Linked DNA regions of Delphinus delphis: region 2 is linked to region 1. A link is a contact called in public Hi-C data. All regions are on one chromosome and are shown on one strand. The core of a region is the stretch at or near the end of the contact, and the rest is flanking DNA. Distances in the headings are between cores, read along the strand shown. Region 1 holds the start of PPP1R21 (protein phosphatase 1 regulatory subunit 21). Region 2 holds the start of FBXO11 (F-box protein 11).

Region 1 (5,323 bases), core at 2,253-4,752:
GTCTTAATCTCCACTTTTACTGACCTTTCCATAGCACTGTTTCAGCAACCTGTCCACCTCAGAAATTCTCACCTGCTTCGGCCTCCATGGTTCATCTTTTATCTAACGAAACTCTCAGTCTCTTTAATGGGAGCTCCTCATACTGCTTTTTTCCTTCTCAGGGGGAAAAAAGATGATGATAGAAGTTACAAAGGAAGAAATGGGCCCCTTCCCGGAACACAGGCCAAGATCTGCATTAAATAAGAATGAGAAGATTCTGCAAATGTCCTTGGTTTAGGGATCATGCTTGCTGCTCTCTTGATTTGCAGGCCTCCTTCTACATACTAAAAGGAAATCTTTTTTCTTTGTATCCTAAATAAGGAAAAAGAAAGATGTAACTGGATTTCAACATCAGCCCACAATTTCTGCACCGGGGAGGCTATCAAAAAGGTAGAATACCCCCTTCCATAGGCACAGGGCTGAAGGTATCGATAGCATAGATCTTATCTAGAAATTGCTTGGCACTAGAACTGACAGGCAATAAAAAGCACATGAAATCTTTTGACCAATCCGTGTTCTCACATTCTGAAATTTCCATCACACTGCAATTAAAAGGATGAAAAATGTTCTGGCCCAATATGGGAGATAACCTGAAGTCTGGCAGACCTCCTATAGTCTCCTCAGCATTTCCTCCTACTGTCACATCCTTCCCACAGGTGTTCCCCAAAGAATCTACCTAAAGTGATTAACTCTCAAAGTTCAACTATTGTCTTTATAGGAACTATTGTCTTTATGGGAATTATTACAAAAGCTTTGGCCTTTGTCCTGACTTTCAGCCAGTCCCTCTCCACTAGAAATTTTCAGCAATTACCCCAACATCATCTCAAGCTACTATGTGAATAAGATAGCTTCAATGTACCTTCCAACCATAAATACTATGATTGCACCTAAACTTCGCTCCAAACTGGCTCACCTTTCTGCCCACCTTCCTCTGCCAGTGGCAGTGGTGTTCCCTCAGAGCAGTCCATGGGTCACCTTCAGGGTCAGCTCTCAGTCTTCCCTCACTCTTCACGTCCCACAGAATGAATGAGACACAAGGATGACTACCTCGACACCTTTATATCCTTCATAAGGTTGCTGCTATGCGTAAAGCAGGCACACAGAGAAGAGGTAAACTAAACCATATTTTTTAACCATAATTCCTAAATCTAAGCCCCCCTCTCCATCTCAACAGCCACAAAACTTTATTTAATCCTACGTTACACTCCGCAAATTCTTCAAAGAGCCTATAGTCTGGTCTTCTTTTCACCAATCTTTCCCCATTTCAGTCCATCCTCCACACAGCTACCAGTTTTCTTTCCAAAAGCAATGTCACTCTCCTGTTCGAAAACCTTTAACGTCTCTCCATTACTCAAAGTTCAAACTTTTTGACAACCACAACCCTTCATGATCGGGTCCAAATTATCCCTCCAACCATATTTCACCACTCTCTGTCGTGTATCTGAACATGCCTTCATGTCAGCAAACAGAGACTGTCTCCTTTGCCTGGAGTACTACCATCCATCCCTTCCTCCCTATTCCCTACTCCCCAATCTAAGTAACTTCTACCCTTACCCGCCATTTCTTCTGTGCTCCCACTGAGCTAACACTTGTCATCCTGTATCATAATTATGTACAACAGTTGAACATTCTATTAAAGGGTTCTCCTTAAGGTGGAACTCTGCCTCACTCAACAGGGCCCGGCAGATTGTTCACAGGTGGCACTAATTGTCTGCTGAACAAAAGAGCTTACAAATCCAAAATAATAAAATCTTTCAAAGTTTTTATTACTTCTGGGAGGCTATACAATTATTTCAGCAATGCAACCACTGTGCAAAATATTTCTGGAAACTCTTCTGCCATTTGGAATTGCCTTGTGAGCTTGTTTACTCTCCAGAAGAGAAAATCAGTCCCCTTACTTTATACTCATGAAACATTTTCACCCAAAAATAGTAGAGCCAAGTTTGAGTACTGTCATCCTCCACCCACCACACTTCATCACATGGATTTGTTCCAAATAAGTTCTGGCCCTTTCAAACAAAAAATATTCCTTCAAAGGATAAAAACTTGCCATCACTAACATCATGCCACAGGCCCTTAAGGCAAATTCAAATGGAAACACAAGAAGTTTTGCCAATGGTAGCACCCATGGAATAAGTGTAGCATCCCAAAAGGCTCCCATTTGACGGTCAAAAGACTTACGTGTGTATGTTTAGGCACAGGTTTTATTTTTCAAAGAATATTTCATTTTGCCCTGCTGCATATTTGTTACATGAAATTTTAAAATGTGTCTCAGTTTCTCCAAACTGTAAAAAAGGGACTAAGTCTTCCAGTTGCTCCCATGAATACCAAGATCATTGAAAACGAAGTTTAATGACTAATGAATCAATTTCCAAAACTGTAAGATTCTGCTTTCAGTACTTCATTAGAATATTCTTGAGGCAGAACCACCCTACCCATTAAAGCAGCACCACCCTTCTCCGAGAAAAGGGTTCCATCGTTTAAAATACTGATGCCATAAATACAACAAAGGGACAGGTCCCTACTTTGCTTAATTCAACATGTATTGAGCACCTGCTGGGTGCTCTTCCCCAGTCCAGGTGATCCAAGAAACAGAGAGATAAAAGGACACAGCCCTAGCACTCAAGCTTTCAAACTCATTTTCAGACAACATCTTGCCAAAGCACTGAACCCATTCATAACCACCCATCTCTGGTGAAGCAGTTTACACGCATGACTCTATTTACACTCCTGACTTGACTGGGGGCAGATAAATCTCTTTATCCTCATATCATCCCTGTGGGAAAGGAGAAAACTTGATCCTTCCCATTGCTGGGCTGGGAAAATTGAGGAAGCAGCCGTAGAGGGATGGTCCTCACCTTTCCCCGTCCCCTCCCGACCAGCACCAGAGGCGGAAACCAGGATTTCTGACATCCCAGTCCAAGCCCGCTAGTTCAGTGAGAAGGAAGAATCAAACTCCTGCTCCTTCCCGCAGAAACGCACACGGACCCAGACACCGCCCGGCCCCATCTCCTGAGAGCTGCAGGTGAAGGCACGGTAATGGTGGACAGAAGAGGCGGAGGAGAGAGAAGGGGCGCGCTCACGTTCCCCCCTCCGCCGTCCCCCTGTGTCCCGACAAGTCGCTGCCAAGGCAACCCGAGGCCGCAGGGCCGGGGACCCCCTACTCCCCGCATACGACGGGTACCTTCGAATACTCCTGAGCCAGCTTCTGGTATTTCCCCTGCAACTCTGCCGAGGCCATGGCCTCCCCCGCCCCGTCCAGGCCAGGATGCCCAGGCCGCTCAGCCCCGCCCCCTCGCCCCCAACCCCAGACACGCTGCCTGGTACGGTTCCGCCAGAGCCTGCCCGCTCTGCCACCACCGCCGCACCTCCTCCTCCACTTCCGGGTTCGCCCGGTGAGAGGAAGGCGGAGTGGGGCCGGGGGCGGAGCGACCACCGGGGGCGGGGCAACGTCTTGACATCATGGCCCCCACCCTTCCGCGCCCGAGCACATGCGCGCGCAGGCTCCCCGGCGCTCCTGGGCTCTGCCTCTGGGACTGGGGGGCGCCATCTTGACGCATGGTCCAAGATGGCGGCCTAGAACAGGGAAGGAGAGAATGAAAAGGGGAAGAGAATGAGAGCCCACAGAATGGGCGGGGGACGGTGGAGAGGGGCGGTGGTTGTGAAGAACCGAGGACCGGAAGAAGAGACATTCTAAGCGCATCAAGAATTCTGGCCGGACACACCGCCCTACCCCGCTGGTTCCCATGGCAACCGTCTGGCGTTTGATGGTTACGTCTTTCAGAAGGTGCACTGAGAGAAAGACCTCTGTATTCCGCTACCTCGTTTTCCGGATATGGTAGCCCCGGACATGCCCTGCATTGTAAACTCTCAGACCTCCCCCAAATTTATAACGCTCGCTGCTGCCACCCTCCCCTGCTCCAGACCAGACAAACCTCCATTGTCTTATATTTTGACACTGAGATGTCTTTGTGTCCATTCTCTACCCACTCCATTCGCCCACCCCTGCCACCATACGGGGACTACATCAGAGCCTTTTCTCAGTGGACTGGGAAACAAACCTTTAGGAAATTTCAGGGAATGACCCCTGCCGCTCAGGCAGAGAGAGTGGACGTTAAGGACAAATAACTGGACGATTGAAGCAAAAAATAGTCTGCCTGAAACATTTTATGCCGCTTCATTCATTAAATATGTTTTGAGGACGTATTATATGTTAGCTATTCTAAGCATTGCATTTATTGCAACATTGAAATGTTCATAGAGGAATGAATAAATAAATTCAGAATATATGTTTGCCATAAATTACAACACAGCAGTTTAAAACTCATAACCTAGATCTGTATATATCTGCATATATCTGTATATATCAACATGACAAAACACTGTTAAATGTAAGAAGCAAATTGCAGTATATACTACAGCATGAAAAGATACATTTAAAAAATATGAAGCAACATTTATACTGCTCATGGACACATGAACAGGTACTAAAAATAGAGAAACAAGAACTGGAAGGATACACATCAAATTCTGGGTTGTGATTGCCTCTAGTGAGAAAAAAGAAAGGGAAATGAAAAGGAACAAAGGAGCATAAACTTCATTTTCATTTAATTTTTTTCAAGTAAATGTGACAGGATGTTAACATTGATTATCCAGGTAATAGGGACAGGGATGTTAGTTATTTTGGCATTTTAGAATGCTTGAAAATTTCCATGATTAAAAAAACTATCCTGGTTTCTTGTTTCACTATGAGTAAGCCTGGGATTTTATAGTGAAAGCCTGAGCCCATATGCACTTTTCAGCCATTATAAAGTGTAAAAGGATTACAGACTTTTAAAAATGTTCATTATATTTTTCAATTTGCTAATAGCCAAGTCCTGCTGTCCAGCAAACTTGCAGAATTTTTTTTAATTATTATTATTAGTTATCCATGGCACCACCAAGCGGCAGAATTAAATATTGTAAGTGTATTTCTGTGGTTTGTAAGGTAATGGAATTTTCAATTATTTAAAAATAAAATGTCATTTCAGAACTAACATTCCAAAGAAAGAATGTGCAACTTTGGCTATAGAGCCTGTGTAAGTTTATTTTACTGAACTGAGAAATTTATGTTTCCACTGCTTAATCTGGTTGTTCTGTCAGATGCATTGTTTCCAGATCTCAACTAATAAATCTGAATATATTAAAGTTAGGAATCTATAGACTGAGAACCCTGTGGAACTTCCTATGGTTGTACAGCTAATGACCAGTTATGACATTGCGTTACTTAGATGTTATTGTCAGT
Region 2 (5,134 bases), core at 582-3,081, 430 kb after region 1:
TATTGTACTTTGTAACCACTTAGCCATCCATCTCAAACCTAAGACAGCAACTGATCAAACTCAAACGAGAAAGAAATCACCCAAAGGTCGAAAATCAGAGAATCATTAAACTGCCGGTTTTATCATTTCCATAAAGTGATAAACAAAAGAGAGCGGAGAGAATTAAGAAAGGATACTTTTTCAGTCATCTCAACAGCAGCTAGGGAATAAAAACACGTTTTCCTTGGGGAGAGATTATGCTGAGGGGACCAGATACAGATACAAAAGGTAATTCCCCTTGGGGTTTCTTCTTTTTCTGAGTTTGTGAGATCTAAAAAAAAAAAGAAAAAAGAAAACTGAACACAACCTCAACACATTTACTTCTCTCCTTTTCTCACATATTATTTCCCCAAACATTATACAGACCACGTCTCCAAAGTAAATTGACCAAAGGTCTATTGCCTATTGACCAAAACGTTTTCAAGATTTAGGTGACTCCTCTTAGACTACGATTAGGAACCGACTCCAAACTTCGGTTACCAAGCTCCAAGCTCGGTAAAGTGGATCTCCAAGGTTTGCAAATACCCTCAGCTTGACTAAAGGGCACAGAATCTCTAGCGCTCCCTACAGCTCAGACTTTGGACCTACCTACCACAAAAAACCCAAGTTACAAAGATTGGCTACCTCGCTCTACTTTTTTCCGCTTTAAAAAATCGAGCGGGGGGCGGGGGGTGCCGAGGTTGAAACGGCGAACCGAAGGATTAATCACTTCTCCCCATTACATCAGCAGCCCCCGCCCTTTCCTCCGAGCACCTCCTCTCCCAGAATCGTCGCTACGCACTAGCGCTCTCTTCACCCAACCCCCGCTCTATTATATGCCCTGATACCTCCCCATTATCACCCGCCCCACCACACTCCCCCTCTCCTCCTTCCCCCCTCCTTGGCTGGGGAGGGAGGAAACCCGAGAGAGGAAACAGGGCGTTGAAGGAAGGGACTTGGCGATAAGAGCAGAGGCCCCATTGGCCCGAAGGTTGTATAAGCGCCTTCCATTGGCTGCTTTACCGGAATCCCCGCCCCTCGACTTCCCCGCCCATTCGCCCCTCCCCCGACGCCCCGCGGCCCTCCCCCGCGCCCCTAGCCAGCCCCGCGGCGGGGAGGGACCGACTGGGCGAGTGGCGGCTCCGGCGGTGTCAATGGCTCCTCCTGCCACGGAGCAGCAGCAGAAGCAGCGGCGACGGGGCTGAGGAGGAGAAGGAAAGGCTCCTTTAAGGAGGAGTTACGACGACGCCTCTTTTTCCCCCTATCTCCTCCCTTCACACTCATTTCCCCTTCGCCGAGGAGAGAAGGGGGGGAGGAGAGAGAAGAGGCCGAAGAAAGAGAGAAAAAATTCCTCTCAGAAATCTCTTTCAGGGGGTGTGGGGGGGAGGAAGAGGAAAAAAAAAAAAAGAGCCGGGCGCCCCCTGCTCCCTCCCTCCCTTCTCTCCCTCTCTTCTCCTCCTTCTCCCTTCCTCACCCGCCCGCCCACTCCCCCCGCCGCCGGAGACGCCGCTCGGGAGTCGGCGGGACCGGGGTCTGTCTCCTCAGCCGCCGACGCCGCGCTTCGCCTCGGGATCCCCAGGCGGGCGGACGCCCTTTCTTTCTTTCTCTCGCTCTGCCCGTCTTTCTGTCTCCGTCCCTCGCCGCCGCCCCGCCCGGCGGCCTCGGCCTTCCCCGTGCGTCAGGCCCGCCCGCCGGGCCTCGCTCGGTCTCTGTCTGTCTCCGCGGGCCTTTCTCTTGACTCGGGGTCTCGCTCGCTCCTCCGCCCTTACCATCTCCCCTTCCTCTCACCCCTTTTCCTTCCTCCCCCCTCTCCCCACCCCCTTCTCCTGCCCCGGAGCTCGCGGTGCGTGTGCGTGTGTGTGTCCCTCCGCCGACGCCGCCACCTCAGCCCGGCAAATGAACTCCGTCCGAGCCGCCAACCGGAGACCCAGGCGAGTGTCGCGGCCGCGCCCGGTGCAGCAACAGCAGCAGCAGCAGCAACCCCCGCAGCAGCCGCCGCCGCAGCCGCCCCAGCAGCAGCCGCCGCAGCAGCAGCCTCCGCCGCCGCCGCAGCAACAGCAGCAGCAGCAGCAGCCTCCGCCGCCGCCACCGCCGCCTCCGCCGCTGCCCCAGGAGCGGAACAACGCCGGCGAGCGGGGTAAGGCCGCGCTCCCTCCCCGCCGCCCGCCGGGTCGGACGCCCGGCTGACCGGGACCCGCGGGAAGGGAAGCCGGGGCGGGGGCGGCCTGTGCGCCCGGGGGTGGGAGACGGAGGTTGAGCGGAGGCGGGTCCCCCGGTGCCGCAGTGTCAGCTCGGCTTGGGCCCCGGCCGGCAGGAAAAGCCGCGGCTTCCCGACTCGCCCGGGCTCTCGCTCAGGCCGCGCTTTGTTTGGTTTCGGGGGCTTGGCACCCTCTCCCCCCACCCATCCTTCTGGCTTCTCGGCTCGCTCACGGACCCCGCAGGAGTCTGTTGGTGGGTGGGGGAAGAGCGAAGGGTGGGATTTCCCCCTTCTCGGCAGTCTTCCACGGTTTGGTCTCCCGTTTCTAATTGGAGGTGGGGGGAGCGGCTGGGAGTGATCGGGTGGTTGGGGCTGGCTGGGGAACTTGTTTTTCCCCCTTTTCTCTGTTAGCCTCCCCCTTCCTGTGGAGGAGGGGAGAGGGGGACTCGGAGTGGTCGGTGGTGTTGGCCGGGGAACTTGTTTCCCCCCGCCCCCCTCCCTAAGTCACGGGGTAGGGGGAGCAGCTTCTCTTCTCCCAACCCCACGATGTTTGCTGCGCAGTTTGGCTTTAGTTACAGAACCCCGGGGAAGGACCCGTTAAAGCAAGACCTTTAAGTAAATGTAGAATCCATCGGCCATTTCCAGCCCCCTCCCTCGTGTGCAGTGCAGTTACCCTTCCGCTCTATCTACACCCCTCTCGCCTGTACCCCCGCCCCGGCGTACCCCCAGGCCACTGTGTTACTCCTCCATCTCCCAGTGGGATTTGAACGCCCCTTCCTTAGAACTGGCCCCTCGGGAGAGAGTGTGTGTGCATATCTGTGTGTGTATGTGTGTGTGTGTGTGTGTGTGTGTGTGTGTGTTGTGTCCAAGGCCTAGTGAAATGTGTCATTTGGACTCAACTGTGCAGCTCTGTCTGGTAACCACCATTGTCTAAGGGCTGAGGCTCCGGAGGGTTGGATTCTTGCTTTAGCAAAAATAATGTTCAGTTCTACTTTGAAGATGTGGTTATTTGGGGAGGTTCAGGAGGTGGGGTGTTGCACCTTGGTCTCCAAATGCAACTATTCTCTTTATTAGCTGCTCTCAGTGGGGGTGGAGGTCAGTACCGTATTTATGTATACGGTTGTTTTAAGGAGGAGAATTGTTAGGAGACATTTTGCGTGTTTTCGTTGGCGGATTAAGGTTAATTTTATGTGCGTTGGTTGTCACACCTCCTTTGATTAAGGGAATTAAGATTAAATGCTTTTTTAAAATTATACATTCTTTCCTTAAAAATTGTTTTATTGTTCTTGATTAAAATACTTAACAAATGAAAGAGGGAGATGATAATCTGAAAAAATAGTTTAAAGGGTTTTCACTAGTCACTGCTACAGATAGTCCTTGTGAAAGCAGTTTTCTATATGTTGCTTGAAAGAATGTGATGTTTCAAGCCAGTTAGAGGTCTTGTGCAACATTATTGGTAATGTGTTTTAATGATTCTTGGATACATTTATAATTTTTTTGTAAATTAAAAATATTTGTAGTTTCAACATTTCCCTTTACATTTGCATATCAGGGTTCTCCTGTGTTCCATTCAAATAATATTCAAGTCTCCTTCCAGAATTGGTACTATATGTAATAGAGTTGAATATTTTTTGAGAAAACAGTGACACTGGATTGAAATCATAATACGGATTCTATTGCTAGAAGTAAGCTTTTCCAAGATGTACTGATTTGTTAATTTACGTTAACAGTGGATCAGATCCTTTCAGCCAAACTTAGTCTCATTGTGTAGTTTTAAATGTTAATTCTGAATCTCCTTTTCACGATTTGTGTGTATTTTCAAACTTAGTTGAGGTCCTTATATCTTGGTCACTTTTCTTCATTTGTTTGAAATTATTAGCTTCTAAAGTCTATTTCCTTTTGAAGTAAAGTGACTTGGTAGTTGGCAGTCACATGCTGGAGTGTCATTTTTCTTTTCTTTGATATCCATAAACTGACTAAGATGTTCATGAATCAGAATTTCAGTATGTGCCCAACCAAATGGTAAATCATATTCACTGTAGGGTTGTTACTTTGCTGCTGCTGGTAGGAACTGTTCTGGAGATTCTATGTTGGCACAGAGGGGGAAAGAACTTGCTGATTAGCCTTCAGGGAAAATGCTGTGGGTCTTTTGGAGGGCAAATAAATGGCCTCAAAATGAATGAAACATTAAGATGAATTAAAAGACTAAAATAAAAAAGATTTTGCTAGTTTTATGTAAAACATATGTCATTCTTTGAAAATTGGCATTTTGATTATATTTTAAATGTACAGTTCTCATAATGATCAGAAGCTAGTAGCCAAGAAGAATGCTTTTCATTTTAACAGTTTTATGGAGTATGCAAAGTGTCACTATTTCTGGTTTAAATAGGAAAGGTTTTTTGTTTGTTTGAAAATATGCTGGGTTTCATAATTTTGACAAGGTAATGAAGGAACTACAGCTAATGTTGTGCGTGTGCATGTTTTACTTTTTACTAACTTTTAATGGATATGTAACTCTTGCATTAGAGTCTTAGATAGAGTTACATAATAGTGCATCAGACAGCTTTCCAAGTAGGGAATTGAAGTGAGACTGTTTCAAGGCAACTTAAGTTATTTCAATCTATATAAAAGAATCACTTATTTCATGTAAAGGGTGGACTTAAGGCTTTTATAGTAATAAAAGTTATAGGATAGTGTATTTTTTCAAGCAAAAATTCTGTCAGAACTGGTTTTTAGTTGCTTCTTTGCCCTCATGTTAATTAGTCTAAAAACTTCCTTGACACCTCCTTTGTATTTGAATGTTTGTAAATGGCCAATGTTTAAAGAAGAAAGAAACAGCCTTATGGAGCGAAATCTTATGAGGACTTTTCAAAGCCTTGCTTGGGGGAGATTTTCTTACACCCCACATTGAGAAATAAT

Evidence for each region. Hi-C and Micro-C count contacts between places; a contact is called where the count stands out from the background.
Region 2: a Hi-C map of lung shows a contact between it and region 1, with 5 times the contacts expected there. The contact joins the promoter of FBXO11 here to the promoter of PPP1R21 in region 1. A contact is called at or near these places in 2 of 3 Hi-C or Micro-C datasets (lung and muscle).

What each region holds. Positions count from the first base shown.
Region 1 is chr12:50,786,577-50,791,899 of mDelDel1.2, forward strand. It overlaps PPP1R21 (protein phosphatase 1 regulatory subunit 21), which reads right to left and starts at 3,503. Exons shown (of 22, transcript XM_060026652.1): 1 at 3,408-3,503. The coding sequence starts at 3,503.
Region 2 is chr12:51,214,879-51,220,012 of mDelDel1.2, forward strand. FBXO11 (F-box protein 11) reads left to right here and starts at 1,832. Exons shown (of 23, transcript XM_060026668.1): 1 at 1,832-2,155. The coding sequence starts at 1,915.